Linked DNA regions of Mus musculus: regions 2, 3, 4, 5 and 6 are each linked to region 1. Evidence: chromatin contacts called from public Hi-C, HiCAR-type, HiChIP or PLAC-seq and promoter capture Hi-C data. All regions are on one chromosome and are shown on one strand. The core of a region is the stretch at or near the end of the contact, and the rest is flanking DNA. Distances in the headings are between cores, read along the strand shown.

The links. Promoter capture Hi-C pulls out the DNA fragments that hold promoters and counts their contacts. A called contact is a pair of places that touch in the nucleus more often than the background predicts. HiCAR-type assays count read pairs that join an accessible place to other places. HiChIP or PLAC-seq counts read pairs in DNA pulled down with a chosen protein or histone mark.
Region 2: a promoter capture Hi-C map of hippocampal neurons shows a contact between it and region 1, with 3 times the contacts expected there. The contact joins the promoter of Usp45 here to the promoter of Nkain3 in region 1. A contact is called at or near these places in 2 of 39 promoter capture datasets (cranial neural crest and hippocampal neurons).
Region 3: a contact with region 1 is called in a HiCAR-type map of astrocytes, with 4 times the contacts expected there. The contact joins the promoter of Ttpa here to the promoter of Nkain3 in region 1. A contact is called at or near these places in 1 of 39 promoter capture datasets (hippocampal neurons) and 6 of 115 datasets of contacts at active chromatin or transcription factors (astrocytes, embryonic forebrain, embryonic limb bud and 3 more).
Region 4: a contact with region 1 is called in a HiCAR-type map of astrocytes, with 6 times the contacts expected there. The contact joins the promoter of Ggh here to the promoter of Nkain3 in region 1. A contact is called at or near these places in 8 of 39 promoter capture datasets (cranial neural crest, embryonic stem cells, frontonasal cranial neural crest and 5 more), 8 of 484 Hi-C or Micro-C datasets (embryonic stem cells, nephron progenitors, pre-pro-B cells and 1 more), 6 of 115 datasets of contacts at active chromatin or transcription factors (astrocytes, embryonic forebrain, embryonic stem cells and 3 more) and 1 of 9 other capture datasets (embryonic stem cells).
Region 5: a contact with region 1 is called in a Hi-C map of uterus, with 2.7 times the contacts expected there. The contact joins the enhancer-like site here to the promoter of Nkain3 in region 1. A contact is called at or near these places in 14 of 39 promoter capture datasets (the 3T3-L1 cell line, the C10 cell line, the HPC-7 cell line and 9 more), 4 of 484 Hi-C or Micro-C datasets (nephron progenitors, neural progenitor cells and uterus), 13 of 115 datasets of contacts at active chromatin or transcription factors (SST interneurons, differentiating embryonic stem cells, embryonic basal ganglia and 9 more) and 1 of 9 other capture datasets (embryonic stem cells).
Region 6: a contact with region 1 is called in an H3K4me3 HiChIP or PLAC-seq map of neural tube, with 6 times the contacts expected there. The contact joins the enhancer-like site here to the promoter of Nkain3 in region 1. A contact is called at or near these places in 2 of 39 promoter capture datasets (cranial neural crest and hippocampal neurons), 1 of 484 Hi-C or Micro-C datasets (cerebellar granule neurons) and 4 of 115 datasets of contacts at active chromatin or transcription factors (embryonic forebrain, embryonic hindbrain, forebrain and 1 more).

The regions. Positions count from the first base shown.
Region 1 is chr4:20,776,772-20,781,608 of GRCm38.p6, forward strand. It overlaps Nkain3 (Na+/K+ transporting ATPase interacting 3), which reads right to left and starts at 1,897. Exons shown (of 6, transcript NM_001290410.1): 1 at 1,491-1,897. The coding sequence starts at 1,544.
Region 2 is chr4:21,773,696-21,778,532 of GRCm38.p6, forward strand. It overlaps Usp45 (ubiquitin specific petidase 45), which reads left to right and starts at 2,575. Exons shown (of 18, transcript NM_152825.2): 1 at 2,575-2,622.
Region 3 is chr4:20,005,651-20,010,487 of GRCm38.p6, forward strand. Ttpa (tocopherol (alpha) transfer protein) reads left to right here and starts at 2,679. Exons shown (of 5, transcript NM_015767.4): 1 at 2,679-2,993. The coding sequence starts at 2,790. It overlaps 4930480G23Rik (RIKEN cDNA 4930480G23 gene), which reads right to left and starts at 89. Exons shown (of 5, transcript NR_040768.1): 1 at 1-89.
Region 4 is chr4:20,039,299-20,044,135 of GRCm38.p6, forward strand. Ggh (gamma-glutamyl hydrolase) reads left to right here and starts at 2,754. Exons shown (of 9, transcript NM_010281.2): 1 at 2,754-2,984. The coding sequence starts at 2,876. 4930598A11Rik (a long non-coding RNA gene) reads right to left here and starts at 2,606. Exons shown (of 2, transcript XR_881147.2): 1 at 1,930-2,606.
Region 5 is chr4:20,145,320-20,150,156 of GRCm38.p6, forward strand. The region is part of intron 5 of Nkain3 (Na+/K+ transporting ATPase interacting 3); the gene reads right to left. Among named protein-coding and RNA genes, the nearest start is that of Ggh, 110 kb to the left of the region's middle. Within about 2 kb of position 2,257, at least 5 of the 459 cell types and tissues checked have an H3K27ac peak or open chromatin away from gene starts, as enhancers often do. A contact at or near this core is called in heart atrium and uterus, where this site is marked.
Region 6 is chr4:20,189,973-20,194,809 of GRCm38.p6, forward strand. All of the region lies in intron 4 of Nkain3 (Na+/K+ transporting ATPase interacting 3), which reads right to left. Among named protein-coding and RNA genes, the nearest start is that of Ggh, 150 kb to the left of the region's middle. Within about 2 kb of position 1,924, at least 122 of the 459 cell types and tissues checked have an H3K27ac peak or open chromatin away from gene starts, as enhancers often do. A contact at or near this core is called in neural tube, where this site is marked.

The DNA.
Region 1 (4,837 bases), core at 647-3,146:
TTAGTGAAATTGGTGAATTGAATTATGATTGTGTGAAACCCTTACGTGCAATATGAATGTAACACTAAAGTATGCCTTTACAGGTCACACAATCCAGTGTGCCTTAGAGAAACAAGAGTTGACCGAATTTATTCCTTTTTTTTTTTAATTTAAAAGCCGAGTTCACTTTTTAAAAAAATCAGTATGTAAGCTTTCTTTTGAGGGTTTTCACCCCAGCTAAAGAAAAAAAATATCATGCTCATGTGTAAGTTTTAAATTATTGTTATTTCAAACACATTGTGGAATAGGCTATCCAATAGTCTTCCGGATTTATCTGTTTTGCGTGTATGATTACAGAAGAATAAGCACATATACAGTGAAGCTTTGGGGGGAAACTGGAAAAGTGAGAATGTTTAAAAACCTCCAGTGAACAAGGACTAACTACTGAGCCTCATTATTACTTCTTCCCGTTAATGAGCCCTGCTAGAGCTATCACCATTAGGTAAAGTTCTCTGAAAGCCTTGTCAAAATACACAACTTACACCTTTGTGGGTTCTGACAAAACAAACGCAATGCTTCAAAGAAAGGAAGTGCCGCGGGGAGCCTACAAGGTCTGCTCCCTGAACTAGGAGGGAAAAAAAAAAAAAAGACTATGAATCTCACTCACAAAAGTCTAGCACAGGAGATTGCAGCCTTGACTTCTGGTAACCACGAAACAGACCACAGAATCAATCCTAATGACAATAGGACCCAGAGTATTTGCATAGAATCAGAAAGGTCTTTTATCTTTGCACCCTGATTTCCAACTTCCTATTCCACTCACTCCCTGGGCAAGGGGCCAAGCCAAACAGAAGCCGGGTTCCCTTCTTTGCTCTGTTCACTCCCCAAAGACAGCTGTCAGTCCGTCGCATCCTGAGCACGCAGCATTTCAAGAAAATCAAAAGAGGAACTGAAAAGGCAGAGGCTGAACTTGTGGTTCCCAAGCACAACCACATGTTCCTGGAGTACTCCACTCCTCTACGATCGCCTTCCAGATACTGAAAGAGAGGTGAGATTGTAGCTCTCTCAGTAACTAGCTGCCCTCAAGCACCTTCTAACCAAACAAGAACCTATCTCCAGAAAACCGTCCCAATAAGAGCAAGCTCCAAACCCAGGCATAACTTAAGCAGAATTGCAGAGGATGCACACGCTAGGTGTCCAAGAGAGGGGCGGGGAAAATGCTCTCTCCTGGAACGCCACCCCAGCTGCCCCCGACCGCGTGGCGATGCCGGGTGGGGGCGCAGTGAACCCAAGCGCGTGGGACCAGAAGTGAGACCGCGCCCTCCTGCGGGCAAGAGCTACCAGGCGGGAGGCACAGATAACCTGGAAGGGACAGAGAGGGTGGGGGATCCCTCTGATGCGCTCTGCCGGCTCACCGGTCTTTAGCCGGGAGCTTCGGATCCAGGGACAGAGCCCTACAAGCCAGTCCGAAAAGCGGGCTGTTTCCAGACCCGGACGCACTGGGCACTTACCAGCTGCAGTGCGCAGAGACAGACCAGCGAGCAGCGCCCGGTGCAGCAGCCCATGGTGCGGCCAGCGTCCCAGCAGCGCCGCTTGAGAGAGATCTGGCAGCTCCGGCTGTATCCTGCGACTTCAGAGCAGCCCGCGCGGCTCTCTCCCCGACTGACCGGGCGCAGGCTCCGGACCCCGCGGCCGGCTTTCTGCTTTCGGACTGGGGCTCGCTGTCGCCTTTGTTAATCTGCGTGCAGGGCGGGCGGAGGTCAGCGCGGCGCGCCCGTGCAGTGCGTCTGCCAGGGGTCCCTACCTCCTAGCGCGAGGGTCGGCTTCTTGAGGAGGGGGAGCCGGGCGGAGGGCGGGGGATGGAAGAGGCTACAGCTGGTGAGTGGGTGAATGTCTTTTAGGGGAGGGGAGTATGCAGGAGGTGGGTGTCTGGAAAGTGCGGTGGGCTGTCTGGGTCGGTGTGTGAGAGTGTGTGCTCACGCGAGTGTGTGTGTGTGTGTGTGTGTGTGTGTGTGTGTGTGTGTGTGTGTGTGTGAGTTGGGAGGGGATGAATGAAAGAGAGCGCCTCTGGGGAGGATCGTCTTGTCTTGTTAGGAGTCTGGGGAGAGAGAAAGAGACTGTGGGAGGATGAGATTGAATGTGAATGAGCTTGAATCTGGGAGGCCCCCAGGGATTTGAAGCCTAGGCTCACGGAGCAATTGTGGAGTCATAAGCTGTAGGTTTTCTTTCTGGGTGTGAGGAGTGGGTGAAAGCTACTGCAAAACCTGGAGCTAGGTTTACCCACGCTGCCCTGGAGAGGTACATGTTCTGTTTGGTGTGTGGGGAGGAAGGACCAAGAGACTTGGAACTCAACGTGAAAGCACTCTACATAATGAATGGCCAAGGTAGGGCAGTGGACTGAGCCACTGGCATGGCGCTAAGAGGTGGTTCAATCAATAAGGGTCTCAACCCAAGACTCTGGGTCCCAGGTCAGCGGAGATGACATTTTTCGCACCAGGCGCCCCTGCTGGAATCTTCTAGGAAAAGTTGCCTAGGGTCACAGCAGAGCTTAATGTTCCCCCAAGAGCCCAGAGACTAGACACACTGCTCAAACTGACTTAAGGCTTTAATTTGGAGTGCCTTGGGAGTCTTCATAGAGACACTGACAAGGAAAAGACAGGGCCTTTTAATAATAATGAGATATTTCTAGAATAAACACAAATAAGAAGTTGGACAGAGAAAAAGTGAGAGGAGCCTAGAAGTAAAACCTAATTCTAGTTACTTAAGATACCAAACAAACTCTCCACGAATTCTAAAGAAACTGACTACCCTCACATGAACAGAGCAGAGCCCAGGAGTTCTGTAGCTAAATCACTCCTCAAGAATCAGGAATAAGTCGAAAAACCAAAAAAGAAAAAGAAAAAAAAAGAAAAGAAAAGAAAGAAAAAGAAAAAGAAAAAGAAAAGAAAAGAATCAAAAATAAACCCTTGACAAATTGAGTCCAAAGAGGAACAAGGCTGGAAACACGGTTTTTAACCTATTGCTGCTCTCCTGGTAGATTCTTGGTTTATAAGTTAAGAAAAAGTGAAGGCTAGGTCAAGTGTCTCTTGCCTCTTAGCACTCTGGAGGCGTAAGTAGGCTGATCTCTCTGAGTTCAAGGATACCCTGGTCTATAAAGAGAGAAAAGGCAAGAGTATGTATTTAACCCATTCAGACATTAGTTTTGGATTTTTGTTTCTCTTGCAATTTTATGTCCTGCTCTTTGTAATTCCTACAACATACATTTTATTTCTAATGTGGACAACATTGTTCCAAGGAAAAATCTACTCATGGCATCTCTGAAATTATAGTAAGTACAAAAGAGTAACTCAAATGGCTATTAAAAAAAGTCAAAAAACAATGTTTCTTGAAACTCCTGTTCATTCATGTGAGAAGGGGCAAGTGTAGTCAGAAGTGGGGGTTTTTGTTTGTTTGTTTGTTTTGTTTTGTTTTGTTTTGTTTTGTTTTCTATCCTAACTTTAAGACATCCATCATCTCCGGGCAGTGGTGGTGCACACCTTTAATCCCAGCACTTGGGAGGCAGAGGCAGGTGGATTTCTGAGTCTGAGACCAGCCTGGTCTACAGAGTGGGTTCCAGGACAGCCAGGGCTACACAGAGAAACCCTGTCTAGAAACAAACAAACAAACAAACAACAAAAAAAACGCATCCATGGTCAAGGACTATGAGATATACAGAAAATGCATTCATGGCCATCACTGATGAATGAAATCCATAAAAAAAATACACACTGACAAATAAATAGTTTTCTTTTTCCAAATCTTTCCCTGTAGTCTTAGCCATTGGCCCCTCTGGTAGCTGAAGTAAATGGTTGCAGAAACAGACACAGGAAAGTCTGTCTGTATTTTCTTTGTGATTTAATTCATTGATTTATGAAGCACTACACAACAACTAAACACACACCATTGTTTGTAAAATCCCAGGTACCACCCTTCTCTATGCATATTCACTCCTTTGACTCCCAACACCAATCCCACTGATATAGGTTCAGGGACAACTGTGGATTCAGGTAGAGAGAGTGCTCTGATGACCACAGGGAGGCACAAGAATATAAAGTCGGTCAAATGACTTGAAAGCCCCTGGACTTCAGTCTCCTGGCTGTCATTAAAACTTAGGGCACAGAAGCACTTGTATACAATGTGGAGAAAGTCCTCTCTCAGAAGAAGCTGTCGTGACTTGCACTAGTCTAGTCCCCAGACACAGTGTTAGCAGGTGGAATGTTCTGAGAAAACCTGAAGCCCCCTGTGCTTCTGACTTATCTCCTAAGAGACCCAGCTTGCAAATTCTTCTTTGTATAATTCAAGTGTTTGAAAATGCATTGATTTTAAGTGCATTTGTAAAAACAAAGCAACTGTAATAACAAGTCTGGAGGGTGCATGATGCTTTAGTTCTTCTTCTTTGCATCCTTTCTTCTTTTCTTCTGAATGATGCTAGAAATCCCTAGTTGAGGCCATAGCAGTTATCAAATGAATTTGTGTACATATGTACAGAGATTTTTTATTGCTGTTCATTTGTTTCTTTATTTTTTCTTCTATCTTAATTTTTTTTGGATAGTGCTCCTTTAAGAAGCTCTAATTCTTTCTCCCCTACTACTATAAGCTTTGAAAGTAAAAAGGCATGTGAGGGGACAACAACACACAAAAAGCCAGATCTGACAGTGCTGATTCCTGTATTCCTTAACTGAGCTGCAGTTATTTGAGAATCTTGGGACCTAAGGCATTGGTGAATATTTTCATAAACAAGATACTTAAGGGATAAGACTCAATTCTAAATATGAGATTCTGTTATCTTTCATATACATCTTAGACATAAAATCTACAG
Region 2 (4,837 bases), core at 1,325-3,824, 1.0 Mb after region 1:
TAAAACATAAAAATGCCTCCTTCCCTTTTCTCTATCTTCACGGGTCTCTCTTAAGTAGCCTCTCTTTTTCTCTCTATTTCCATAAGAGTTGGGCATATTCTATTCTGTAGAATCTTTCTCTGAGTCAGCTCTTTGTTTGCCTCTTTTCTAGCCATCACTTTCAAACATGGGTGCTTCCGTCTACAAACCAATTTTACTAAGGGGATGTCTGTATTCTACTCAGAGGGATTAAAGATGTGTGCTAAGGGCTGAGCCACACCACATCTGAAAACAGTTTTTAAAAAGATTTGAATATAGTTTTTCAAGGGCATAGGGTAAAAAGATGTGAATTGTGTATCTTAAACACAAGTTTTATAGTATTTGAAACAAAGGATTTATATTTGCTATTTCTTATAGTATGATAATTATAGTCTTGAGTTCCTGCTTCTTTGACTTCCCAATATGACGGACTTGCTTCCTCAGAGATTGCTTGTTGCTGTGGCATTTTACCGCAGTAATAGAAATGAAATGAGAATAACATTTTATTTGTCTTTTTTTTTTGTTTGATACTTAACATGATCTCTAGTTCCATTCATTTTTCTGCAAACCTCCAAGTTTGAATGGGGGTTTCAGTCTCTAAAGATTTTGATCAGTCTAAGGGCATATCTGTTAGATATCATGGTAGCCACAGGACTCAATTCTAAGACAAACTTAAATATTGAGGGATTAATTGATGAATTCTTGAATTTCTTTTTATTAAGAGAATCTAAATTTTAATTTTAAAATTCTGCCCTTTTTCCTTTAACTGTAAGTTGAGTCTTTTGTTTTCTATTTTTAAAAATTAAAAAAAAATTTCTTTTCTTCTGTTATTTTTTCCATGAGTTTTAATATATACTTTTTAAAAAGACCTATTTCTGACACAATTTAGGCTGGGCAATGGTGGTGCATGCCTTTAATCCCTGCACTTAGGAGGCAGAGGCAGGTGGATTTCTGCGTTTGAGGCCAGCCTGGTCTACAGAGTGAGTTCCAAGACAGCCAGGGCTATACAGAGAAACCCACAGTCATCTATAAGAAGGAACACAGGGGCCCCAGTGGAGAAGCTAGAGAAAGCACCAAAGGAGCTGAAGGGGTCTGCAACCCTATAGGTGGAACAACAATATCAACTAAACAGTACCCCCAGAGCTCATGTCTCTAGCTGCATATGTAGCAGAAGATGACCTAGTCGGCCATCACTGGGAATAGAGGCCCCTTGGTATTGCAAACTTTATATGCCCCAGTACAATGGTATGCCAGGGCCAAGAAGTGGGAGTGGGTGGGTAGAGGAGCAGGGCGGGGTGGGGGGTATAGGGAACTTTCCGGATAGCATTTGAAATTTGAAATATATATAAAGAAAAGATCTAATAAAAAAAAAAAGAAAGAAAAACCAGAAAAAAACAAAAAACAAAAACCTGACACAATTTAGGATGCAAATTTTTGCATCTTTTACATAGTCTATTTCAAATTCAATACTAACATATGAAACTTGATATTTATACAGACAAATTTGAAATTTGTATATAGACTTTGGAATTATATCATAACCCAAACTGTTCTTACAGATGCAGCATTTCTTTTTTTCCCTGGAAGAAAATGACCTTCTAAAAGACAATTATGTACCCCATACCTAGTATCTTGACCAGCATGCTTGTATTCCACTGCATTTGTCTAATGAATGGTTCCTATAAACAACATAAAGGAAGAGTTCTCTCCTTTGCCAAGTTTCCCCATGGAAATGAATTAGATTTTTAAGTTAAAAAAAAAAAAAAAAGTGGAAACAACAAACCACAACAACAAACCCAGTCAGCTTTTGGTTCTTAACTGAACTCTTTTAAACTCCAACCCCAGCACACGATCCATTAGGTCACAACTTGTCCCTTGTGAAAGACTGTGGCTCATCAACTAGTGCTTGCAAGAAATTATTTTTTGTTTTTTAAATTTTTTTATTTTTTGTAACAGGAAGAGGGTATCGGATCCCATTACAGATGGTTCTGAGACACCATGTGGTTGCTGGGAATTGAACTGAGGATCTCAGGATGAGTAGTCAGTGTTCTTAACCACTGAGTCATCTCTCCAGCCCCACAACAAAATTTCAAACCAACTGTTTTTACTCAAAAGCAAGGTGTACATTGTTGTAACAGATGATCGGATTGAGCAGAATTACAGGTGTGATGTACAATCTAGTTCAGAAGTGAGAACCACGTGAAATAAAACGTTAAAATCATATAGAGTGAATCTCAGATGCGACTTTAGGTTCCGAGTTGGGTGATGGAACAAGGGAAGCTGTCTTAAAAGGCACCCAGCAAGTGGGACGCAGCTCACTAAAGCCAGCGCCTGCATCCAGGCCCCGTGGCTGGCACTGTAATCAGTTGGCTGCAGGGCGCCATCCCCTCATCCCATCTACACTCCTCCACCATGCTCCAACCTCCAAGCCGCCAAAGGAAAACCCAGATCTGGGTCTGGACTCAAAGTCCCGCCTTCGGCCCACCCAGAACACCAGACCCCGCCCTCGCCCCCGCCCAGGACGCCAAGCCCCGCCTTCTCCGGGTTCCCCTCTGCACAGGCGCAGAAGCTCCTGCGTGTGGAAGCTGCGGCCCGGCGGGCGGGGTGAGTTGGGGCCCAGGCTTTGGGGTCACTGTAACCACTGTGTCTTCGCTTGGGCGACGAGACCTTCCTGTACGTCAACCAGCCTAGAAAGAGAGGTTTCCTAGCCTACCCTCGCGTCCAGATTCACAAAGGCACCAGGCGGCCTCCCGGGCCGAGTGCTGGCGGCAGGGGGGAAGAGCCGGGGTCGGGGAGGGAGCCAGGCCGAGTCTCGTCTTTTTGGTGACCCGGGCATGCAGCGTCCGCTTGTCCCCTCGGGGTCTCCCCTCGCAGCACATCCCGCTCTGCTAACTTGGGGTGCATTCATGGCCTGACGAAGAGCCTAGACACAGCTTTTTGGCGACGCCAAATATTAGGTTAGGGGTCGATCCTATACCTGAGCCCACGTCCGGCTCCCGGACTTCTGCAAGTCACTTTACCTCTATCCAGTTCCAAGTGTAAATTAAGGATGATGATAGTGACGTATCTCAAAGTGCTTGTAAGAGGTTCATAGAATTGAGTGTTTTGAGCCCGGGTATCTAAAAGGAAGATGTTTGCATTTCCTCTTCTCACGCTGGAGAATAGCAGCCCAAAACTTAAAAAAAAATCAAAACAAAAACCAATTTGACAAGGGAAGCTTGTAGCCAGTTGAAAAGTGTGATATTAATTGCGTTAGCCGTACATCCTTTGTTAGAGGTAACGCAAGTGCTAGATAATATTTAAATTAAAAGCTGAAGTTGACGTCTCAGCAGGTCGCCAAACCTGATGGTTCAATCTCCTGGACCCACGAGGTGAAAGAGAGAAGCTACTCTGACCTCACTAATGCAAATCGAAACACTAAACACGTGCACAGCCATACATATAAAATACATCAATAGATTTATGTTTTAAAAGAAAGCTGTAACGTTTGATGTTTGCAAAACCTCAAAAAAAAAAAAAAAAAAGAAAGAAAGAAAAAGCCAGAACATGTTTGTGGTGAAGTCAGGCCTGAAACTTCTGTCCTTTGATGGCTCTGCCTGCAACATTGGCCCTTGTTTGGCATCTTAAAACTTGGAGTTTGGGCATGTTCTGATGTAGTAGTAATTGTTCTATACTCAGCATTATGTTTCATGCCAAAATGACCAGTTACCATACAGTTTCTGTGCTCCAAGTCTCTAATGGGTTCCCCTGAACCCAGATTCATGTTGCTGCTTAGTCCTTGTCTTACCCACCTGAAGAGAGAGACTTTATGGAAGTTATGGGCAAAGTACCCTTTTCCAGTCTAGTCGGGTTGAGTGTTCATAGAATGTACCATGAAATATACAACCATGTGCTGAATCCTGTGAGTCAGTCCTCTTGACTCCTCAGTGCCAGGAGAGACTTGGAGGTTTCCAGACACAATTTTGATAATGGAAAGCCTTTGAAAGTCCAGTAGTTGGATTTTAATGTTGTTTGCTTGCTTGTTCTGCCTTAAGTGGCATTTGTAGGAGAAGGTTACATGGTATTGCCACATTATGGCTTGTGGATGTTCAGATAACGTTACATCTGCTAGAAAAATGATTGGAAATTGCCCCTCCATTACCGGGAGACGTTTGAGACAACGGTTTCGAAAAAGGTAGCAGGTTGTTTACAAAGTCAAAATCAAAAATCTGCCTCTGAGTATTCTTCCAGAGGTCATCATTATCTGTACATAAATCTTCATCAAGGGTTTATCTGTTATAGGGGAAAATATATCATTTCTCGTGAGCTGTTTCTGTCTGAGAATGCCTTACTCTGGCCAGGGCTCAAATTAAAGTTAGTGGATGCAGGTTTGTAAATTTAGAGGTGGAAAGCCGGGATTGGTGGGGCGGTAGGGGAGGTGCAGGTGAGACTGAAAAGGGTTTGGAGTGTCTGAGTATTGTGCACAGAAGTTGTCCAGGGAGAGGTGTGGGGGATGAGGGTAAGCCCGGTCTTACAAGACTTTCTGAATACATGAGAAAATGGTGACTTGGGTTCATCTAGAATTGGCTTCTGCTAAATGGCTGATAGAGTGTTTACTTACTAAAGCTAAATGTGACCACGTGATTTTCTTTAGTCAGCTAATATGAGCTTCCAGGCAAAGCTTTACAAAATAGCTCTGTATTAATCTTTCTCCGTTCTGCTCTAGGAATTGAAGCATTGTTGAGGTGTGCTAGCAAGGACACTTGCACACACACCCCATATACACACTTAAAAAAATAATATGTGAAAACAGTATTAAAAAAAGAAAAGAATGAAGAGC
Region 3 (4,837 bases), core at 1,429-3,928, 770 kb before region 1:
CTGCCACAGAAGACCAGTTTCCTGTGTCTTTTAATCTCAGAACTTCACAAGTAAGACTCAATTTATTCTTCTGTCTGGTACCTTTCTTCCTGCCCCGCCCTTTTCTCCTTTGCCTGGGGAGTGAGTCCTCCTTATGTAGTCACAAAGGTCTGGAATAGGGCTCCTTGGTTAGGCCTTCCCAGGCTCTCAGGCTCCGATGGCTCAGTGCTCTGTCTCCCAGGCTTCTCTCACACGGTTTTCTTTCTTCCTTCCTTCCTTCCTTCCTTCCTTCCTTCCTTCCTTCCTTCCTTCCTTCCTTCCTTTCTTTCTTTCTTTCTTTCTTTCTTTCTTTCTTTCTTTCTTTCTTTCTTTCTTTCTTTCTAAACTCTTTATTGGTTATTTTATTTGTTTACATTTCTCTTTTTTATTTTTTATTAGGTATTTTCCTCATTTACATTTCCAATGCTATCCCAAAAGTCCCCCATACCCTTCCCCCCACTCCGCTACCCACCCACTCCCACCTTTTGGACCTGGCGTTCCCTGTACTGGGGCATATAAAGTTTGCAAGTCCAATGGGCCTCTCTTTCCAGTGATGGCCGACTAGGCCATCTTTTGATACATATGCAGCTAGAGTCAAGAGCTCAGGGGTACTGGTTAGTTCATAATGTTGTTCCACCTATAGGGTTGCAGATCCATTTAGCTCCTTGTGTACTTTCTCTATCTCCTCCATTGGGGGCCCTGTGATCCATCCAATAGCTAACTGTGAGCATCCACTTCTGTGTTTGGTAGGCCCCGGCATAGTCTCACAAGAGACAGCTCTATCTGGGTCCTTTCAGCAAAATCTTGCTAGTGTATGCAATGGTGTCAGCATTTGGACGCTGATTATGGGATGGATCCCCGTATATGGCAGTCTCTAGATGGTCCATCCTTTCGTCACAGCTCCAAACTGTCTCTGTAACTCCTTCCATGGGTGTTTTGTTCCCAATTCTAAGAAGGGGCAAAGTGTCCACACTTTGGTTTTCATGTTGATTTGTCAGTTTTATTCCAACAGCTTTCCATCTCTCTAGAAGTATCAGCTAAGGTTTACACTTTCCAGTCCTCAGTTATTCTGGTTCCTGAATGAAAAAAAATTTAAAAAAAAAAACAAAATAAGAAAGAAATAAAATGAAAACGATATGACTGTTCCTAGGTACGGTGGAAGAGAAAATGTATTGTAAATAAAAAGGGAGAGCCCAGCCAGAGGCAGACACATTTAGGAGAGTCAAATGTGGACATGAACCTGAGCGAGGGTGGGGGTGGGGCAGGTGCAGCAGCCTAGAGAGGAAAAGGCTAATAAATAAAGAGGGTGGGGGTGGGGCAGGAGCAGCAGTCTAGAGAGGAAAAGGCTAAAAACTAAAGAGGGAAGGTAACAAACCGGCTGGATTATATAGGGATGAGCTTCTCTGGAAGGACGGCCCACACCCTGGGCTGGAGGGCTGGCAGGGAGACGGTGGGGTGGAGCATACCTGCCATGCCCTCTAACAAGTAGGGACTGAGAGATGCTGGGACAACCTAGGGGACAGCTCCACTTTGATGTATTAAAAGGCACCTAGCTACTTGTCCCAGGGTTTGAGACTTAACAGTTTTCAGATTGGATCCTGGTTATTTAATACTGTTCCCTCTCCTTCCTCAGTATAGAATTCAAAGCTCTCAGCCCGGTAACCAAGCACCCCAGCCAGCTCTCTTTGTGATTCAGGGGTTCACACCACAACACAGCCGCTTGGCCTTGTTCCCTGGTGTTTGCTTAATGTTCTCCTACACCATGGAGGAGATTTACCTCTGCTCCTTTTACTTCCAGCCCACACAAAAATGAAAAACGTCTCCAAGGCAAGAGTTCTGTTTTGAGGATATCCTCAATAATCGGAACATGGTCTCTACCCAAGAGCCACTCCATCAGACATTCTTGCTCTGAGTTCCTTTAAGGCCTCTTTCACTCGCAAAATCAGTGTTTTGTGAACATGCACTGCATATTAAGAGGAGTTAGTTTTGTGGACTTTCTTCTGTTCAGGTGGCAGTTCAAGTGTAGGATAATTTTAATGGAAATGAAGGAAAAAATACTTCCGTGTGTTCATTCAGATTTCGCGGTCATCTCTGTGTATTCTTCAGCAGACATCCTTCAGGTTCCTTAAGTAAGGGTTTTGATTGAGAGACTGGTGGCATCTAAACACATACATCGTTAGTGTTTAAAATGTGACCTCCCCCACCCGCTCTCCTTTCTCTAGTAGAGCCAGATGCCAAGATCTGGAAAGCATTTTCCTGGAGAGAAGCAAGGAGGAGGAGGAGACTGCCAAAGGTGGCTTCCTTGAGTTACATTTTGGAAACTAGTTAGAATGCCAGAGATGGCCTGAGCTCAGCCTTAAGGAAGGGGTCAGGAGGAGGGTTCCTGAGTGTCTGCTACCCAAGCTAATTAAAGAGCCGTTTACAGTGTTCCCTGATTCCAAAACGGACAGAGGGGGAAGGGCAACGAGGAAAGGGTGAGAAAAGTCTCTGGCAGCCTGATTATAAACATCCCAAGTAACTTTTCGACTTCCCGTTCTTTAGGTTCAACACTAGTGACTTTCCTTCCCTGGGACTGGCTGCGGTTACCCTGGTGAGCACCGGAGGGCACCACGTGGGCTTCTTTAAGAGGGCGCCGTGACCCTTGCACCGGCGGGGCACGGGAGATCGGGGCGGCCCGGGTGAGTGTGCGTGGGGCGGCGGCCACGGCGGGGGGCGGAGGGTGGCTCTGGGCCCGCACTTTTCCCCCCTGTCGCCGGGACAGCACGGCGGGCATGGCAGAGATGCGGCCGGGGCCATTGGTTGGGAAACAGCTCAACGAGCTGCCCGACCACTCGCCGCTGCTCCAGCCCGGCCTGGCGGAGCTCAGGCGCCGGGTGCAGGAGGCAGGCGTCCCGCAGACCCCGCAGCCTCTCACAGACGCTTTCCTGCTGCGCTTCCTGCGCGCCCGGGATTTCGATCTGGATCTGGCCTGGCGCGTAAGTGTGCACCGGGGGCGGGCAGAGCTCGGCGACGGCGGAATCCACGCGCGCCGAGCGTGGCAGTGTGACTGCAGGCGCGCCCAGAACCCCGATTTCGCCCCCGCCGATGTTTTGGTCCCCGCCGCCGCGGAGGACATCCCGTGGACTACTAGGGTCCTTGGGAATTAAACAAAGTGGAGATCCCTGACCCCCGGGGTGCTCAGCTGTGTTAACTGAATAGATAACTAGGTGTGGACAGAGGACGACGAAATGGACATCTAAAGGCATCTTGAAAAAGACTATGTTAATAGAGCTAAATGCACAGTTTGGCATGTTTGAAACCCAGGGCAGTACAGATGATTTCTTTTATGTTTCAGGTATTCACAACACACTGGCCTTGGGGCCAAGAGAGATGGGGCCTTGGGGTCAGGGAGATGCGACCTTGACTTTGTCCCTCTTGGGGTCAGCACCCTTATCTGTTCAGTAACTGTGAGGACATGACAGTAGTTTCGAGAATTGCACATTAACCTGGAATGCTAGAACAAGATGTGCCAAACCCTGTGCTTGGCACGGAGAAAGTAGTCAGTGATCAGCAGGCTGCGGATTTCCAACATGCCCTGGGTTTATGAAACTAATTTTATTGGATAAGCACCAAGTATGGCAAAAAACACCACAAACAATACAAAACAGGAAAAACTTCAAAGGAATTTCCTAAAAGAAAAGAATTTCCCAACACAAACTCTAGTTAGACCTTGAGGACCCAGAAGTATGGCATTACCTGTTACTTCAAGCCTGTGTAACAATGCTCACGCAAACAGGCGCTTGTGAGTTTATTTTTTCCTTTGGCTTTTCTCAACTGCATGCTGTTATAGAATCAGGTCATGTGAACATGTGCTCACACCTACTACTCTTTTGGGGATATCTAGTCAGTTTTTTGTTTGTGGCTGTAGAGATTGTTACTGGGCGGGTGCTGTTAGGCCCTATGCTGATCGTTCATCCCTACATTCAGTGATGGGGGACCCCAGCGCTGCCATGTTCACTGTTCACCTCTTCATTTCATTTGGAGTTTCTCCTTCTTTTTCTTTCTTTTTCTTTTCTTTTCTTTTTAATATCCGCACACTGCCTAGCAGTATACAAATGCCATCAACAGGTGAGTATTTTCTTCTCTCCCTGACTGCATCTAAGTTGGTCTTTGTCTGTACACATAAATTGGAACATATCCTTATTGAACAAATCCATCAGTCGCTGAAGCACGACGCAGATATGTTTACTGTTGAGGAGCACACCACCTTTGCAGGGAGTTTTCAGTGTTTGCTACTCTGATGAAATGCACACTGCATAGTGACGTCTTTTTCTCTCTATTGTTATGTACACTGTCTTACCAAATAAGATGTATGCCTGCTAGACGAGGAATAGTTTTGCATTTTCATTATTATATACATTAATTTTCTTATAAATGTGGTTAACCATATTTTAAATATCTAAAACTAATTTTCCATTTATCTTTTTTTTGTGTTTGCCACTTGTTTTTTCTTCAAAAATACCTATCTACATCAAAGAAATTAGGTCTTTGTCCTACATTTTAGTCTACCTTGTATTTAAACCATTTCCTTTCTGAAAGAATCAGTGTTTATTAATTATTATTATTGTTATTAATATACTAAACTTATTGACTGTTTTTTGCTCTTGGGTTTGATTTGTGTTTTGGTTTCAGCACTGTATCACAAGGAGGCCAGCAGGTTCTGTGTCTTTGTCAAGACTAACTCTTGTCATATGTGACACAGCCATGAGGCTGGTGAAATGGGATTTCTTCATCCATTCATTGTTTCTTATTTTTCTTTCTGTAGAGCGTCATGATCTTA
Region 4 (4,837 bases), core at 1,504-4,003, 740 kb before region 1:
TTGGTTTTTCACCTGTACTAGGCAATATGTTTTATCATGTAAGGGTATTGAGGAGCATGCTGTTTTCTTCTTTATATAATTACTCACCTAAAAAAAATGGAATGTAGCCACATTGCAATTTTTATACTGCTTGAAAGATTTTTTTTGGAGGGATATAAGATATGGGAGAAAAAAATAAAGTTGTTGGAGCCTCGCTTTATCCACCAAGTGTGTGTGCGTATATGCCTGTTTTACATTAGTTGTTGAGACCACATCTCCTCCTTACATTACTGAACTCACTGCCAGACCTGGCCTCCAGCAACCAGGGAGCCAGCAATGGTGGCATATGTTTTTAATTCTGGCACTTCGGAGGCAGATAGATCTCTATATGTTTCAGGCAAATCACCAAATGACAGCATAACAGGACCACAAAATAAGAGGATTCCTTATAATTCCTGGGCAGGTGTTTCAGGAGTGATAGCTTAAAGTTAATTGGTAAGGAGGGGGGCTGTTAAGATGATGACAGGGGAGGCCAGAGGAGCTTTCAGAGAAATCCAGCAAACAAAGGAAAATATGTGACTTTTATACTTAACACACACACACACAGACACACACACACACACACACACACACACAGCATTTCATTGTGTAACCTCTGCTAGCCTTGAATTCCACCTGCCCCTGCCTCTTCAGTGCCAGAATAGAGGTGTGTACACCAAGTTACCTGGTGGTTGTTGGGTTTTTGTTGTTGTTGATGTTGGTTTTTTTGTTTGTTTGTTTGTTTGTTTTTTATAAGTTTTGATGGCGGGTAAGAAGTTTTACATCATTCGATTTAGTTTGGGATAAGTGACAAAGTGCATGGAAGAGCCAGGTGGTGGTCAGCAACACAGATTAGTGACTACTGTTAGTCCTCAACATAGAATAGTTGCTTGATTTTCTGTCCCAGGGAGAGAGGTACAAGGTGCATGGTCTGATGTCTTTAGGCTGGGGGATCAGGCTTCTTAGGTCTCTGTTCTAACAGGCACTAGCATCTTGGCCTCTGTTTATAGCCTCATAGCCAATGCCATCATGTATGGGAGTGGAAGGGTAAGAGAGTTCATATGATACAAAAGGAAGCAAGAGAACCAACAGGGGCATGTGTCGTTCCACGTACAACAACCCCCTTTTAAGGAAAGTATGCACTCCCGTCAGACTTGACCCATATCTGTGAGATAGCAGCAATCTATTTATGAGGGTGGAGTCCCCATGACCTAGTTTAGTAAGATCATGTAGTAGACACATATTTATACCTTGAGAAGTAGTAGATTACAGAATACGTGACTTTCCACCTCTAGCAGAAATTACCTAATAGCTTCCTAAAACAGTTAAAAATAATTGATAAGCTATCAGAACTATTAAAATTTAACATGGCCAAACCCATTCGTTTTTCATTAATACTTGATTTTTTAAATGTTTTATGATGTTCATAAAACTTGATATCTTATGAAAACATCTGACCATCAAAGTTATGAATGGATACACATATAATTTATATTTTCATACCAAAGTCTAGTATTTCCCCTTTCCCCTTTGTATCTTTTCTCTATCTGGATTTTATTTTTGTGAATAATAGCAGATAATTTTCCTCCTTTGTGGATAGATGCTGCTCCAGAGGCATGGATGCATATTTGCAATAGATCCTTATCAACTCAGGCTCAATCCTGCTTTGCATTTTCTCAATATCTTTCGACACTCCAGTCTACAATAGTCTTGCTAAACTAAACAATGTATTGCATTTCTTGATGAATGCCAGAACCTTGTCACTAGTTTTCCACAAGTCACATTGTATGTTTTTCCCCCTAAATTGTATACCTCTTACACAAATAACACCATTCAAAATACCGTTTCATCTTCAACAGATTTTCTATTTTAACCTGGAGTTTAGTTGAACCTTGATAGGAAGAAACTTACCTTGTGCTGCTGGCTATGAGTGCATGCATTTGAACATTCAAAATATATTAGTCAACCTGAGTTTTTAACTGCTTAGCTTTGCTCTTATCATTTTATAAGATACTAGTGGTTTTCTGGGGTTGCTGGTAACAGCGAAGTTAATCAAGCACTTTGTATCGAGTGTGGCCTGGTATTGTTTTTTGGGGGGCTAGGTGGCAAGAATCAGCCCCTTCCCTTGACAGGGTTCTAAAGGAAAGGGAGACACAAGTACTCTAAGTACTCTGTGCTTTTTACTTCCTCCAGACATCCTTGTGCCCAAATAAATATGTTATCAGTGGTTTTTCGGAAGTGAACCCCTGTCCTAACATCGAATGCTGTCAGGATATCAAAGCCAGAAAACCTATGCGTTTATGCAGCATAGTTCTCTGGTAACTTCTAGAACCTTGCGGGCCTTGCTGCTTGGTTACCGCACAGAGCCAGGTGGGACCCGAGCTCGCCATCAGGTCCCGGGGTGGTCGTATCCACTTGGTGTAGGTGACCTCGCCAGGCCACATAAGAGTTCACAGGGAGCATTCAGAGGTCTCCACAGCTGCCTTCGCGCGCGTGCCACTCGCTGGGCCGCGGGATGCGAGTTGCAGGTCGCGCGTTGGGCGATGGACAAGCTTGGAGCACGCTCCCAGAGCCTTCTGTCCCCGGCCCGCCCCCGGCCCGCCTCGGCCCGCCCCCGGCCCGCCTCGGCCCGCCCCCCGGCCCGCCCCCCGGCCCCGCCCCCGCCCGGCCCGCCCAGCTCCGCACCGCAAGCACCCGGACTGCACTTCCCAGAGGCCTGAGCGGCGCGGCCTTGCGCGCCCTCGAGCTTGGCACCGCCCAGGCCGCGAGACCGCGCCCCAACCTGGCCGCCGGGCGCGCGCCTGGCTGAAGAACCTTTTTAAGTGGGGGCGGAGGCCGGATTGCGATTGCGATCGCGATGGCGAACCTGGGCTACCTGCTGTGCTTGTTGGGTTTGCTACTATGCGGGCTTTCAAGTCCCGGGATGTCCAGACCCTACAACCATGGCTCCGAGAGGCCCATCATCGGTAAGGAGGCTTGGGGCAGGTGTTGCGGACCGGTAGTCTGCGAGGCGCTCTGTTTCTCAGCGGTGCAGACCCCGCGGCGCGCTTCTCATCAATGGGACCTTATGCTGATGTCCTTCTAGAGACCTCTGCATCTGGAGGATCGGGATCCCAATGAAGGCTCAGCTCTTCGCTACTACTTGGCACCCAAAGCAGCTAGAGGCGGTCCCGTAACTTTTAGGAACCACAGTTGAGGCAAACCCAGGATTTGAGGTTTCCGTGCGGGAAAAGAATTTTAAGGACAGTCAGTGTGAACCAAGCTAGGATGTATCAGAAGTAGGAAGAGAAGAGCTCAAGTTAAGAAGGAAGCAGAGGAGAAATCGTGCTGTGGGTTTCTCAGAGAAGACTCCACCTCGGCTGACCTAGTGCTCAATTTCGTAGTTCAAGAAGTTTCCAGAGGATCTCACTCTTTATTCCTGTTCTCGTAGTCCATAATGATAATTAAGATTATAGGACGGCTGCAGAGGTGCCTTGAATAAGATAAGAGCAAGGAGCTACTAGTGTTGCACAAGGGGTTAGTATGTGTCTTTTACTGTACATGAAGTTTCCAGTGAAATATCAGAGGAAATAACAGAGAAGGGAGAAAGACCTTAAAAATGTTAGTTTACTCTTGAGTGTTAACTGGTGAGAGGATTTAGTCAGATTTCAGGGTGATGGGTGCTTTTCCTGACCTGTGTTTCCACCATTTTCCCTGCCTTTCCAATCCCAGAAATTCTGCACACAGGTAAAACTTACGTTTCTTTGCTCCAGGACATACATGAAGATACAACACACACACACACACACACACACACACACACACATACACACACACATGAAATAGGTAAGAAACTAAAGTGTGTCCTGGACTTGGACTTTGCCATTTTTAGCATCAAGTATCAACATCGACTTTGAGGATTTGAATATTCATTTTATCTCAGCCAAATCGTGACATTGTTTCTGTCTGGCATATTTATGTTTCAATCAGGGTAAAACTGGTTTGCATTCATGTCAGACATTTGATAGCATCCAAGGAGAAATCAGCCTGTAGTTAAAGTTGACAAAAGAAATTTATAGGTAGACAAATGTAGGAATTTGACATTTATCTTATTTTTTTCTTCCTTGAAGTTGAACACTAAAGAGAAACTAGAAACTTGTTTTATGTATTCAGGAGTGGTCCGGTTTTCAAGTGGGTGGCTTACTAATATTTGGAACCCTTCCTTCAAAGCTATTTCCATAGATGGGTAGATTCTTCAAGTTGAGTCATGTAACATATGTAGTGAATTGCGTTTGTGGATCTAGCGAATAGAAAAAAAAATTAAAAGATGACAGGAGATTTTGTTTCTTAGAATTTTGGCAACTCTAAGTTGCATATAACAAAAGAGAGAAAGTATGGTTTTGGCTAACCTAATCAATTATGTTTTCCTTTTATACTTAGAGTTTGTGTGTATACATGTGCACATGCATGTGCATGCTTCTCACATACACCTATGGAGGTCAAAAGACAACTTCAGGAGTCAGTTATCTTTCTCCACATGAGTCCTGGGGATCTAACTCAGGCCCTCAGACTCAGCAGCAAGTGCCTTTACCTACTGCTAAATGATGGTGAAGCCACCTCTCCAATCAATTAAGATAATATTGTCGATTGGGCATGTAATATGGATACTTTATTACTGTAGGAAACACAAAGTATTCAAAGACAAGGAAGCCACAGAAGTGGTGAAATAGCCTAAAGTGTACAAGCCATCATTTGGGAGCACATGTTGAGACCAGGGCATACAATCTGAGCTCTTTGCCTAGGAGTGAGGTAAAAAAATGAATGGGCTGGGGTGTGTTGT
Region 5 (4,837 bases), core at 1,007-3,506, 630 kb before region 1:
GATTCACTGATTAACTTCCTAGGAAGTTTATATACAACCACCAGGAAAAGTAAAAATGACAATAACAACAAAAACTTTAAACCTTTAGACCACATGCCTTATGATCTCTCTCTGTCTCTCTTACTTTCTCTATCTGGTTAGATTCTAAAGATACATTTTGATTTTTTTTTTTTTTCGTGACAGGGTTTCTCTGTGTAGTCCTGGTTGTCCTGGAACTCACTTTGTAGACCAGGCTGGCCTCGAACTCAGAAATCCGCCTGCCTCTGCTTCCCGAGTGCTGGGATTAAAGGCATGTGCCACCACGCCCAGCTGATGTCTTAATTTCTAAAAATTCCATTTTTGAACTGAAGCAAACGGTTCTGAGGAGTTTTTATACACTTCCCCATAAAATTATGACGTTTACCCCTCTTGAGACACAGTCTCAAATCCCTGTCTCCCAACAGGGCTACAGTGGATATCAATGTACTTCTCTTGATAACACATTTTTCTCCGACTATTGAATTCCCATATTTCAGAAATCTTGTTTAGTTTAGAGTTATATGAGAATTTGTAAAAATCCCAACAATGCATTCTTGTTCCCATGGAGAGTGCTGGGACCTGATAGAACCTGCATTGCACTTGAGATCTGTTTTCTCAGTTGGAAAGGTTAGCTGACTTGTAGGGTAGAAAATTATCAGTCAGTCATAGTTTGATGCCTAGAGGTTCTATCTTCTATGAATGGCTTTATTTTTAGAAAGGTACACTTCCCCTTGTAAACTCTGCTCAAGAAAAACAAAACAAAACAAAACTCGTTTGAGGAAGAATTTGTGGCTTCAACTCACTTATGGGATCTGTTTAGGCTCTCTGTATACTGCTGCTGGGGAGGGGGAGGGAGTGTAGAACCTGTCCGAATGCCCATGAGATGGTGTCATTCATCTTTCCTTTAAGTTCTGATTGGCATTGATATTTGTCCCTGTTCTTTATTTTTTCCAGTAGCATGGACTTCGAAGGGGTGAGATTTCTCATTTCTTCATATTTTAAGTCACTCCACAGATGTTTTGCAGATGAATATGCCCTTTTTTTGTGTGTGATACACACACAGCGATTTTTATTCTTTTTTTTTGTCTTGTTTTTTTTTTGTTTGTTTTTATTAGGTATTTTCCTCATTTACATTTCCAATGCTATCCCAAAAGTCCCCCATACCCTCCCCCCTCACTCCCCCTCCCCCCCACTCCCACTTTTTGGCCCTGGCATTCCCCTGTACTGGGGCATATAAAGTTTGAGTGTCCAATGGGCCTCTCTTTCCAGTGATGGCCGACTAGGCCATCTTTTGATACATATGCAGCTAGAGTCAAGAGCTCTGGGGTACTGGTTAGTTCATAATGTTGTTCCACCTATAGGGTTGCAGATCCCTTTAGCTCCTTGGGTACTTTCTCTGGCTCCTTTATTGGGGGCCCTGTGATCCATCCAATAGCTGACTGTGAGCATCCACTTCTGTGTTTGCTAGGCCCCGGCATAGTCTCACAAGAGAGAGCTCTATCTGGGTACTTTCAGCAAAATATTGCTAGTGTGTGCAATGGTGTCAGCGTTTGGAAGCTGATTATGGGATGGATCCCCAGATATGGCAGTCTCTAGATGGTCCATCCTTTCGTCACAGCTCCAAACATTGTTTCTGTAACTCCTTCCATGGGTGTTCTTAATATTTCCAGTGTTGTTCTTTTAGTTGCTGGGGTATATATTATTGCAGAAGGCTCACCTAGACCATGAAGGATTAGGATGCTCTCTTTGATTCATATATCGAGAACGCTGCTCAGTCTCCTTGTAAGGTACTTTGATGATGGTGAGTATCTACTATTCTCTTCCTTTACACTTGGCTTTGTTTTGGAAGAGCTGTCTCATCCTTATGAGATGCTTATGACACCTTTACATCAACCTAACATGTGCACTGTGTGTTTACTTTCTAGCATTTAGAAAAGACCAGGGATTGCCCTTTTCTTTTCTTTTTCTTTTAAATTTTCTCCCTGACAAAGCTTATGTAGCCTAGCTTCAACTATGCAGATGACGATGTCATTGAGGTGGTGACCTTCCTCTACCTCCCAACTGCTGGGACCACAGCAAGCATCATTCCTTTTGTTTAGTTTTTTCCTTCTCTTCTGTGACATTCATTTTAATAGCTATTCAATTCTTCCTGAGCTTTCTCAGTTCTGAAAGCTACACCAGTTGCATTATGGTAGAAATGCCCTTAGCCTGCCAGATAGTTTCATCCTCTCTCTGCTCCCTGTGTTTTTGTACTACCCTGAGTTTTTATTGGCTGTGCTTTTGGCTTTTGTTCCCTTTGTGAGTTCAGATTCCTGGAGCAAACTGTTTCTTGTAATCTTTGGTGACAGTTTCTTTCCACTTTAGAATTTCCAGAGAGTGTGTAATACTTAAATAATGAGATAATAAATTCTAGAAACTCTTTGAGGTCAATGAAGCAGAAGAGAATGGCTGAAAAAAAAATGTTCCAAAAGGTATGAGGGCACAAACAGTCCCAGAATTTGTCTCAACAACTCTTAAGTGAATTCCTGACCCATGTAAGGTATTTTCTTACAGTTACTCAGTTTTACTCAGTCCATTTTTTTTATCATTTTTGCTTATGACTAGCCGATATTTTACTTTGCTCTATAAATCAAGTGACAAATACTTGTTGGCTTTGAAGCCTCGCTATAACTCCTTTTTACTGTCTGCTCCTACAATTTTAGGCATTTCTCCTTGGAAACAATATTTTTTCCTCCTCCCATCCTCCTTTCTTCTTCTTCATCTCCTCCTCTTCCTCCTTTTTGTTTTATAACTGCATCATCAGTTTTTGTTCTGTTTCTGAGGACAATCTCCATCAAAAGTATCATTTCTTTACTGCGATTTCTCTCATAAATCCTTTTCTCTGTGAATTACTTTCCAAAGAAAATTGATCAGAACCTATCATTCCCAAGATTAAATCTATTCACCACTCCACACCATCCAGTAGAACACCCCAAATGGCATGGCCTGAGAGGATGCTGAACTGACAGAAGGTTGATGGCCTTACTCTCTGAAGTGTCTCTGTGAGTAGATACATGAGTATTCGTGTATATGTTACATGTGTATACGTGTGCATAACTATGTGCATGAATATATGCATGTATATGTGTTTGTGTGCATACTCATGTGTATATATGCATGTATCTCTATATGTGTGTAGACATGTTTGTGAATGCACTAGTGTGCATGTGTGACGATTTTGAGGGAAGTGACACTTGGAATAGATAGCAACCAGCCCTTTGGGACACTTGTTTCTTACTAAGGGAAGGGTAGTTTATTTGCTATGTGCCTGTATATGTGTTGACATTATGTCTCTGAGTGCCAAATATAAAACATTTTTGGCACTGCTGGTGCAAAAAAAGACTTCAAGGTCATATATGATTTCTTTCTTTTTTCCTAAAATTCTTTTTGAGAATTTTAGCTTAGTAGATATTTTTTTTCTATTATTTAAAAACGTATTTGTTTTGTTCTTTTCCTTACAATGTGATATTCCATACATGTGGACAAGACACATGCTCTGAACATCTGGGCTTGATTCACTTACACTACAGCCTCTGTTTTTTGGCCTACTTAATTCACTTGCCATAATATCATCTCCTCTTCACAGGTCTGTATATGCATAAGTCTGGCTCATCTGTTAGAATGTGAGATCCCCTGGGATATGGCTACATTCTTCAATTCATCTCTGTATGGAGTGGCTTACCACACAGAAGCCCCTCAATGACTGCTTCTCAAATGAGTAGATCAATAGTAAATCCACAAGGGATTGCTATCTGAGCTAGTATAGACATTGAAAACCAAAAACTATTTTGGGCCAGGACAATAACCTTAGAACAAGAAAAAAAGTATGATTGAAATTCAGCCTAACTAATCACTAAAATGTCTACAACAGTTGGCATCCTACCTGGGAAATGGAAGCAGTGTAGAGTGCCACCAGGTGGTATGGTTAATAGAAACAAACAGAATGCCAACCAAGTGCTGTCAAGCTAGGCCAGAAGATAGTGAAGTGTTTTAAATTGACGGCAAGCCTAAAATGCACCCCAAATAAATTGAGTACAGAAAACATGTTTGTCTACTCAAATTAACTGTTAATCATAGTTGTAGACTGTGGAATGAGAATCCCTCTTGTTTTAACAAATATGTATGTACATATACATAAACATATAGCTGCAATGCATACACAATACAGAATGCATATCAATTATTTAAATCTATTCATAGGAAGATATTCATTTGAAATTAATGCCCTGTTTCCACCAGAAAGATCCTGATCATGAAGAAATACCAGCTTACATTAGATAGAAATTGTGCATGTCTACTAAGGGAAAGGGAGAAAGTAAAGCAGCTGTACTGTATAGTATTAATAACCTCCTATTGACTATTACCTAGAATTTATACCAGTTTGGTGTGTAAAATATTTGCAATTCTTAATATAATCATATAGATTGTAGTAGAAAAGACAGATTCTCCTGTAATGCCAATTCAAGTTTTAAATTGGTTTGTTTTTCATTTGCAATTTTAGGTGGTTGAAAGACATTAAAATTTCATTAAATGCATGGGACATTTTTTAAAAACTTGAAATCTAATTTTTGTATAAGTTTACTTTATTAGATTTATCTGCTGGGGCAGCTTTAAAACAACAAACATGCAGTTTTATTAGAAAGATTCTGTGAAAAATTCCACAACAGCCATAACTCTAATGAATTCAGAACAGGTTAAAGGCTAGGAGATTTCTAAGTTGTAAATAAAACCGATTATGCAAATGAATCCAGACCCTGGATTTAAATAGATCAAACAGAAT
Region 6 (4,837 bases), core at 674-3,173, 590 kb before region 1:
AAGCAAGAGGTTTCCAGGACCCAAAGGGGATGACATTAGCTGAAATACCCAACAAAGTGGAGAGAGAATTTGTAGAGAGCATATCTAGAGGTTAGGCATGCCCCCCAACCCCTGGTTGAGGGATGGGGTCACCCACGCATCTCCAACATTTTAACCCAGAATTGCTCCTGTCCAAGAGAAATGCAAGGACAAAGAATGGAACAGAGACAAAAGGAAAGGCCATCCAGAGACTGCCCCACCTGGGGATCCATCCCACATGCAAAAACAAACCTAGACACTATTGCTGATGCCAAGTGCTGGATGACAGGATCCTGATATTGCTGTCTCTTGAGAGACTCTGCCAGAGCCTGACCAATACAGATATGGATGCTGGCAGCCAACCATCAGACTGAGACAGGGATCCCAGTGGAGGAGTTAGGGAACAGACTGAAGTAGCTGAAGGGGTTTAGAACCCTATAGGAATTACAACAATATCAACCACCCCTACTCCCAGCTCCCAGGACTAAACCACCAACCAAAGAGTACACATGGAGGGACCAATGGCACCAGCTGCATAGTTAGCAAAGAATGGCCTTGTCTGGCATCAATGGGAGGGGAGGCCCTTGGTCCTGTGAAGGATGAATGCCCTAGTGTATGGATACGCTAGTGCAGTGAGGTGGGAGTGGGTGAGTGGGTGGGAGAGCACCCTCATAGGAGCAGGGGGAGGGGAAATGGGATAGGGGGTTTGTGGAGGGGAAACCAGGAAAGGGGATAACATTTGAACTATAAATAAATAAAATATCCAATAAAAATTATAATCTCAAAAAAGATCTATTTTATGAGTTACATTTATTTTGATTGTGAGGGTGAACATATAACATATTAACATATCTTTTCTTTGTGTTGGCATCAAGTAGAATTTTGTTCTAGGAAGCTTTAGGAATTGTTCTATGTAATTCCATGATGGTTTCAAATCATGAGTCTATCAATATCAGTAAGGTGCATTTTCTTTGTTTCCAAGTGCAGACTGGATGAGGGTCCAGTCATTCCTCCCATGCTGGATCGTTCATACTATAACCTCCATCTTCAGTCCTGGTTATCACTCCAGGTTTGTCCTGGGAGCCTGCCATGAAGGCCTCTGAGTCCATCTGATCATCTCTGAAGTGCCCTATCATGTCTATTCTGTATTTCTTTCATTTTTTAATTAATCAAATAAAATTTATTTGTTTACATTTCAAATGATATCCCTCCACAAACCCCATCCTATCCTCCTGACTAATACAGATGCAGATACTCATAGTCAACCATTGCATTGAGCCCACGGACCCCACTGGGAAGAGCTAAGGGAAGGACTGAAGGAGTTGAAGGGGATGGCAACCCCATAGGAAGAACAATATCAACCAAGCAGACCCTCCAGAGCTCCCAGGGACTAAATGGCCAACCAAAGAACACACATGGAGGGACCCCATGGCTCCTGCTGCATATGTAGCAGAGGATGGCCTTAGCTGGTATCAGTGGGAGGGGAGGCCCTTGGTCTTGTGGGGGTTTGATGCTAGAGCAGTGAGGCAGGAGTGGGTAAGTGGGTAGAGGAGCTCTTTATTCAATATTTCTAAGTTACACATTACCTTACCAGTTTTCATCAGTTTTTAAGAGCCACTAAAAGCCCATCTTTTCCATGGAAGAGTTATTAAAAACCTTTTATATAAAACATCCATATAATGTATTTTCTAGTTGGTGCGTGGAAAGTGATGGCTTCTTACTATACCCACAAACTTTAATATTTGTATCTCATTTTATCTAATTATGTATCGTGTCATCTTGATGCTCTTTGATGTTTCTTTTGAAATTCAACAGAATTTTTAAAAATGTGTGTTTATGCTGTGTGTGCTCATGTTTGTCTATGCTGTGAGTGTTCATGTGTGTCTATGCTGTGAGTGTTCATGTGTGTCTATGCTGTGTGTGTTCATGTGTGTCTATGCTGTGTGTGCTCATGTGTGTCTATGCTGTGTGTGCTCATGTGTACACTTCAGAGGACAGAGGAAGATGTCTCTTGTGGTTTTCTATCCAGAACATATTCCATTGAGATGGCTTTCCTAATTAATTGGTAGTTTCAATGAAACTCCAATAAAAGTTCAAGAAATTGACACTGTATACATACATCTACAAGTTGAAGTTGAAGGTTTTTTTAATGGAGAGTTGTGAATATTAGAATATCATACATTATATCAAGGAGAATAAAGTCAGGGGACCCTGAGCTTACTAGTGAATTTTGCTGAATATTTAGAGAGACATGAATAATATTTGTCAAGACCTGAATTTATATCATAGCATACAGCTATAGTGATAGAGTATAGCATTAGCCAAAGAATAGACAGAAAGTGTCACAGAACAGAATAGAAAGCCCAGAAAATTTGCCACACAAATAGGGTAAAGTGGTTTTATTTTTAACTAAGAAGCAAAAGTTATGTGGTTGGGCAAAATACTTTTTTTTCAACAAATGCTCTTGGAGAACTGCAAATATATTTGCAGAAATTGTGTACTTTCATCAAAGGATTAACTCCAACTGATTTATGATCTATATGTAGAATATAAAGCTATGAAATTCCCTTACAATAATTTTCAAGAAGAGCTAAGTGGTCCTATGTCTGGTAATGCCTTTAAAAATAACATCAAATTACAATCTATGAAGAAATAATTGATAAGGTAGATTTCATTAAAATTAAAAAGTTCTGTTCTGTCAATGACAATGTCTAAAGAAAGATAAGATAGGCAACAAAAATACTGTAAAAATGTTTACAGTGGTCAAATTTGATAAATTAGTGCTATCCCTAGTCTAAAAGGAACTGTTAAAATTCAGCCCTAAGAAAATAAATAGTGAAAAGAAAAGCTGGGCTAAAGGTCTGAAGAGATATCTTAACAAACAAGATAGTATAAATAGATACCTATGATTAAATATGTGTAGCAAATTTATTTATAGTTATTAAAACTTAGAAGCAGCCAAGTTAGTGGATAAATAAAACTTGGTTTATTCAGACAATAGGACACCAGCCTAAAGAGAAACCAGTCATAAACCACAGAAAAAAGATGAAGAGACTTAAATGCACATTAATAAGGGAAAACAGCAGGTCTTAAGTGATGAAATCATGCATGAATCTAGAGTAATGGTCACCTGGAAAAGATGACCATATAGAGCAACAAAGGCACCAGTTGCTGCCAAGGTTTGGGGAGGGATATAGAGAAATATTAGGACAGTGAAGTAATTCTGCATGATACTTTGGTAATGAGTATAGTCATATATTTATTGAAAACCTATACGATGTATAACAACAGGAAGGAATTTCAATACAAAGTATAAAGTTTAGACTATTGTATTCAATATACTATCTTTAGTTATATAATAAGGACTCTTCTAATGTGAGAGGTTTAGATGAATAAACTTTTCTACAGCACAATTGGGTTTGCAGCAAAACATAACAGAAAGTAACAAGTTCCCATGCACTCCATGGTGTGGTATATTCACACAAGGTGAAGATTATCCATATCAAAGAGTAAAGGGTACTTGGGAAAACTATGCTGTTTGCTAAACTCTAAACATAAGGTCAACTGGAAGAAAGATCATTACAGAACGGAGATTGGATATACAGGCTGAGCTAAGTATGGATAATATGTGTAACATGCCTGTACAACTCACCTTGAAATGTGTAGTCTAGTTTCAGCACCTGTACTTTGAGTCATTGCTTAGAAGAGCCTCCACTTTCCAGTATCAAGCAGGTTTTGGTCAGTCAGTTGTCAGTAGTAGAAGGTGAAATACTAAAAGAACCTCTAGTAGGATCCAGAACATCTACATTTGTCTGTTCTCACCACAACATACAGATCTATGTGGTGAATACGGGTGCACAATAGTAAATCTTCCAGACCTCCTGCTTGTTTTAAAGAAAATGGATACCTGTGTTGGTATTTAAGCATGTAAATTGCTACGCACATTCCTGATTTAGCCTCAAGTTCAATGGCCTAAGGCAACACTTAGTCGACCATTTCTGGAGAATGGCTTGCTTGTTTTTAAGCAGGCAGTAAATCATGGACGGTGGAAACTTCTTCCCTTCCTTCCTTTTTCCTTCCTTCCTTCCTTCCTTCCTTCCTTCCTTCCTTCCTTCCTTCCTTCCTTCCTTCCTCCCTCCCTCCCTCCCTCCCTCCCTCCCTCCCTCCCTCCCTCCCTCCTTCCTTCCTTCCTTCCTTCCTTCCTTCCTTCCTTCCTCCTTCCTTAATTTATCTTTGAACAGGTCTCACTAAGTTATTCAGGCTGCTCTTAAATTCATGCTGTAATGTACATAGGCCTTGAGCCCACTTCTGAAGAGCTAGGGCTTAAGGCCTAACCGACCATGCATGACCAGCCAAGTCTTTCTTTCTACCTGCTTTTGGAAGGCCAGCACAAATGGCCTCATTTAGTGGTTTCCCTTCTGTCTGGTTGCAAATGAACACCAGGTTCTCCTCAGAATCCTATTCAAATGTTACACTGCTATCTACTTCATCTGAAATGTCTTTCTATTCTTCTTTTTACCTCTTTTAAGTTTAGGTGTCAGATTTCAGATTCCTACCATTTAGTTTATTTCTTAGGTTAGATATTATTATTCACTTTTAAATCAGTCTATTGGAAAAATAGTACCACAAGTTGAAGAATCTGCCCTGCCCCTCTGAAACCTCACACTTCTATAAAAGTTTCAGATGTTTTTTCTTTGTAATTAATACCTATTTCTAGCAGTATTTTTAGGTGAGGTCACTTCAGAGCATGGGAGACCAAAAGCACACCACTTTCTTATTGTGTCTAGTAACTGGCTGATCATCAGAGTACAACAGAGGT